Linked DNA regions of Mus musculus: region 2 is linked to region 1. A link is a contact called in public promoter capture Hi-C data. All regions are on one chromosome and are shown on one strand. Each heading gives the region's core, a stretch centred on a gene start, on an enhancer-like site or on the middle of the called end of the contact. The rest is flanking DNA. Distances are from core to core; before and after follow the strand shown.

Evidence for each region. Promoter capture Hi-C pulls out the DNA fragments that hold promoters and counts their contacts.
Region 2: a promoter capture Hi-C map of the HPC-7 cell line shows a contact between it and region 1. The contact joins the promoter of Ctla2a here to the promoter of Dapk1 in region 1. A contact is called at or near these places in 2 of 39 promoter capture datasets (both in the HPC-7 cell line).

The regions. Positions count from the first base shown.
Region 1 is chr13:60,600,501-60,603,200 of GRCm38.p6, forward strand. Dapk1 (death associated protein kinase 1) reads left to right here and starts at 1,447. Exons shown (of 26, transcript NM_029653.3): 1 at 1,447-1,610; 2 at 1,925-2,096. The coding sequence starts at 2,035.
Region 2 is chr13:60,935,339-60,938,089 of GRCm38.p6, forward strand. It overlaps Ctla2a (cytotoxic T lymphocyte-associated protein 2 alpha), which reads right to left and starts at 1,287. Exons shown (of 5, transcript NM_007796.2): 1 at 1,153-1,287; 2 at 620-737; 3 at 209-331; 4 at 1-114. The coding sequence starts at 1,193.

The sequences.
Region 1 (2,700 bases), core at 197-2,696:
CAGCCCTTTCAGTGGCCTTGGAAAATAAGTTACGCCGTGTTTTTCTTTCTTTCTTCTTCTTCTTTTTTTTTGGCAGATGTATTTATTTGCATGCTTCCCAAGTAAATCACCCTTCTATTTATTTGGTTGTTGTTGTTTTTGGTTGCTGTTGTTATTTTTATTGTATTTGTCAATTCTCAAGATCTTCTTGTATTGACTCTCCATCTTAGCACTTAGGCCAGTGGCACATTCTAATCTCCTTCTTCTATCGTGCCCGCTGGACTCTTTCCTTGGGCCGTTAGGAATACCTTTTTGCTGTTTGTGTTTGTTTGGAGATGCGTACTCCAGCCTCACCTTCAACTTTTCCTACAGCTGAGGCTGGCCTTAAGCTCCTGATCTTCCTGTTTTCTTCACCCATGTGCTGGAATTACAGGTGTGTGCTACCACTCCTAGCTGGAGACGGAGTTAAGATTAGGATCTGATACATTCTTTTGCTTCTCTTTGTTCTTTTAGGCCCAAGCCTCCACGGTTGAAAATATCTGTTGAATGGAGAGTTTGAGCAGTGGTGTGGATATGAACTCTTGGCAGGTTCACGGATGAACCTTGGCGATTCTAGGCAGCAGGATAGAATCCCCTTTAGGAACTTTATTAAGTCAGGAGCACGGGGAGAGAGACATAATGGTTTCACGGGTGGACCCAGAGTGTCTGCGCAGACTGGCCAGTCCTCAGCAATCCAATGCAAGGTAAATGGCTACTGTTCTGACTGTAAAACAAACAAGCAAACAAAACAAAGCGAGTGTAACTATTTTAATAAAGTTTTATTTAACCCGATAGGTCCAAAGCACCATCATTTTGACATGTAGCTAATATAAAGACACACATACGGCGATTTTCGTTCTTTTTTTTTTTTTTTTTTTTTTTTTAACACAGTCTTAAACAGTGTCTGGTGTGTATTGAAAGCTTAATACAGCTCAAGCTGGACTCGCTGTGTTTCAGTTGAGCAACCACAGTACTGACAGCCTGTGATAGTTCAACCTTTTTCTCCCTGGATCTCAGACATCTCAGCTCAAAACAAGCGGCGGGAGACGCCCCCTCTGATGAGGCCCCTGCTGTCCTCTCTCGGTTTTTGTTGTCAACACAGAAGAACAGAGCGACCTCATTTATAAGCTATTTGTTTGCTATCGTTTCCATCGGGGTGTGGGCGCCTCCGGGGCAGGACTTTATTGATTTCTGCTCTATTTTTTTTTTTTTTTTTTTTTTTTTTTTTGTGGTTTTCCAGGCACGGAGCACGTCGCCTGGCCCACACGGATCCTTGGGTTCACACTCTGAGAGGACGAAAGCCTCCGGCTTCTTCGAAGCGGGCGGCAGAGGGCAGCCGGGCGCCGAGTCACAGGTGGGGCGCGCGCTCGGTGCGGGCGAGTGGGTGTGTGCGGGGTGCGCGCGGCGGGGCGGGAGCGCGGACCGGGAGGAGCCGCGAGCGCAGCGGAGGAGGAGGGCGCGGAGGAGGTGGTGGCTGCGTCCCCGCGGGGCCGAGCTGCGCCCGACGCAAGGAGCGGAGGCCGCTCGGAGCTGCCGGGGACCTGGACCCGCCGCGGGGCTCAGGGCGCACGAAGCGACAGCTGCGGGACCGGGTGAGTGGCCGCCGCAGGCAGTGGGAGGAGCGGGAGGGCGGCCGGGGCGCCGGGCGGGGGAACAGGTGGCGGGGCAGGGCGCTTTGTGTCCCTTCCCCGAGCTGTCCCCACGTTGTCCGGAGGCGGAGGCAGGAGCCCGGGAACCGCAGGCACGGGGCTGGGGCGCGGCAATGCGGGGTGTGGGGGTCCCCCAGCCTAGACTTAACAAAGGGCGCGTGGCCCCTGCCCGCGGGAGGCCTCGAGATCGGGACCCAGCCCCTGGGACCCCGATTTTTTAGAGTTTACCGTCTCATTCTTCTCCCCATGTCTTTCAGAGGTCTGCGGCTTGGTGCATGAGGGGCTCGCAGCAGCGAGGCGGCGGTGGGGATGGTTCGGGCCGCGGAGCCGGAGTGGCCTGGGCTTTGGTGAGGCGTGACAGTCTATCATGACTGTGTTCAGGCAGGAAAACGTGGACGACTACTACGACACCGGCGAGGAACTGGGCAGGTACCAGGAAGGGGTGACGGAAGCGCGCGGTGTGTGTGTGGTGGGGGGCACTGCGCGATAAACAGATGCTGCTTAAACCGGGCATGTCCCTGACTGGCCCTTCTCTGAGATGGGCGGATAGCAGAGGAACCGGTGCCTAACCAGCTAAAGCCAGGGACCATGAATAAACTGCCTGATCTGAGGGGTGGAGAGGCAACCCACAGTGCAGTTACTGTGCACAGGGTATGGTCAGAATCCCTGGATAAGAACAGACTTCATTGTGTGCACTACTAACTCCTGTCAGCCTTCACCCTTTTGAGACAATGAGGCAAACGCAAAGATTCTAACTGCAACTGGAGGGACCACCCATGTGTGTTTTAAGCGGCGTACAAGTTAATTAATGGGCACTTAAACAATTCTCTCCCCTTGTGCTAATTTTCAGTGCAACACCAGCCAGGATTGGTAGGCAGGCGTGGAACTTGCCAGATGTTGGCCTTGGATTTTGAAACTTCTTCCAACCAGGAATTTAATTCCCGGCTTGGTTAGTGGTGGCTTCGGTGTCATTTATGGCGGCTGTCTAGATTCAGAGCGTACCAACACGCTGTGGGGGGTGCGATGCTGAGCA
Region 2 (2,751 bases), core at 37-2,536, 330 kb after region 1:
TCCAGGTGTCAGATAGCTGTTCTTTCCCAAATCTTCATATTCAGGCAAATCAGGAGCCATTTCTCCTCTATTCAGTGAGTTTCCATAGCAATTTGTCTTGAATTCTTCTGGAGTCTTTATAAATAAGCAAACAATACATTAAAACCAAGAGACTAACTGTAAGGAAATGGAGTGAAGAAACAGAATTAACAATCAGTGTCTCACTCACCAAGTCACTAAATTGATTCAGGCCCATGTAGAAGCTGGTCTTGCCCTGCTCATAGTCTGCATTGTGTGCCTCAATTTTCTTCTTATTCTCCTCCCACACGAGTCTTCTGTGTCTTTCTTCATTCTGAAAATGAGTACAACAGATAGCATTTCTCATCTTAACACCACACACAAGCTGAGGAAATGGTATGTAGAGAAAGAGGAGCCATAGTATGTGGTCTCATGACACTGTTGTCAGCCATTCTCCTCACCCAGAGGGTCATCAAAGCTGCCCACCTTGGGTTCATAATGCATGTCTTTAGGCAAGTCCTTAGTGATGGCTTGTCTTTACGGCCATATTTATGCCCACAGACTCCCAACAGCAAGAGTCCTTCTTTCTGAGATCCCTCTAGACTGTGCCCATTTTACCAACCAGATTGTAGGCTTTTGCAAATTTCGTCTTCCATTCTTTCCACTCATTATCCAAACTTGGATCAGGGGGTGGAGCAGCTGACATCATTCCCAAGCAGAGGATGAGCAGGAAGACAGCACTATTTGGGTTCCCAAAACATAGACAAGTTGTTGTCCAATACTATGGTCAGACCCAAAAGGTAAACACAAGTAATATCATACACACTGTCTAAGCTCTATTTAGCAATATATATGTATGTGCATATACGTATGTAATAACAATGAGTGAAAAAAGAGGACAGAATTTAAAAAGTATCAGAAAAGGCATGTCTGAGAATGTGAGGCAGAAAAAGGAGGAGAACAAAAATGTAATCCTATTAGTATCATAAAAAACTAAGAGACAGACAAAGAAGAAAACAAAGCAAAAACAAAACAGTGAATAAAACTTACAAAATAGGAGATGTCTCAGGTAACCAGAGTAGAGCTGTGAGGAAATTTGCTGAAAATGAGTTAGTAGGTAGGGGGTCTGTGTACCTTGCTTTTCTCTGCTCTCACCTGAAGTGCTGCAGCTTCTGTTCACAGATAGAAACCATCATTTTGTTGTCCACGGTCTCTGAAGAGCAACTGACAGAGGAGGCTGGTGGTACTTGAGGAGAGCAGCCTGTGGCTCCGCCTTTTCCTTCCTGGAGCACTGCTAGCTCTTTCCTGAAGCCTCTGCCTGGCCCACAGAGCAGACGTCACAAGCCAGCTTCGCTAGTGAGTTATTACAGACAGGAAAACATCTAGAGACTGATCAGACCCAAGGAACAGGCTGAGTCATACAGCAAGGATGCGACTTTTCTGAGAATGCCAAGACTCACAGGATGTCTGGTGTTTTATAGATAACAATTGTTAGAGAACACAATTATGGCAGGATGAAGTCAGTGGGGAGAGCTACAGTGTCTCACAGCAGTACTTCAGATTCTGCATCTGTAGATAGAGCATCAAGCAGTGTGTACCTGTCGGTGTCTGTCTTGCTTAAAATACAGCCTAAGACTGACAGAAGCACCTTGAGAGGATGAAACAACCACTCATAAACAGAGAAGTCTGAAACACTTATCACTTCCCCTGAACATCAGTGTCTCAGCTCAGGGATTCACAGTGTTTAGGAAAAGTGCTAGAATTGCCCAAACCAAACAAAAGATGCCTGAAGCATATGTGGCCTGCAGGGTTTGATGGGACAACTGAAGTGTTTGACTGGACATGCAGGGGTTTCACTGGACATGAGGATATTCCTGTGTGAACTTCTCTGTGACTCTGACAAGCACTGTTGAGCCTATGATTACAAAGCAGATTTAACAAAAGTCAGAAAAGACTGCAGTGTCTTTGGCTGAGAAAATACAGAGGATACAAATTTCTACATGTGATCAGAAGTTTGTTTCCATTTTGATATAACATATGAAAGGGTAAATCAGTAGATGTATGGCCATTTTCCTCTGATGTTCTCCAGAGTTGTACCAAATTCTTGTCTGCCTCATAATTGAGATTTGATGATTTTTGGATGTTTGTTACAGGCAGAATTGGACGGATAGATGAATACTTTCCTAAAACATGCATAGACTTCCCCATGTCAAACTGGATAATCTAAGTTGAGAATTGTTATACACAGATAGCAGCAACTCAGCTTAGTTCTACATTACAATTAAAATGATAGAAATCTCTTCATATTTGTGGTCAAGGTATAGTAGTCTTTGGTTCACGTTTTCTGCTACATTCTTTAAGATACTCATGGAACATTCTTCAAAACTGACCATATCCTTGGACATAAATCAATTCTCAACTGATGTACAAAAAATTAAAATAACACCTCCATCCTTTCTGAGCACCATGGAGTAGCACAGGATATCAAAAGCAATGGAAAGCTTATAAACACCTGGAAATGAAAAAATTCATAGTGAATGAAAATGGGTCAAGATAGACATCAAAAAGAGATCAAAACATTGTTAGACTTAAATTAATTACATGACATAGTCAAAGTTATGGGACACAAATGAAGGTGGGTTTAAGAGATCTAAGCTCATATCCCTAAGTGCTTACATAAAAATTTGAGTGATCTTATTTTGCAGAGTTTTCCCCGTCCAATCATATTAGGGCAGTGGGAGGCTTGTGATTGGA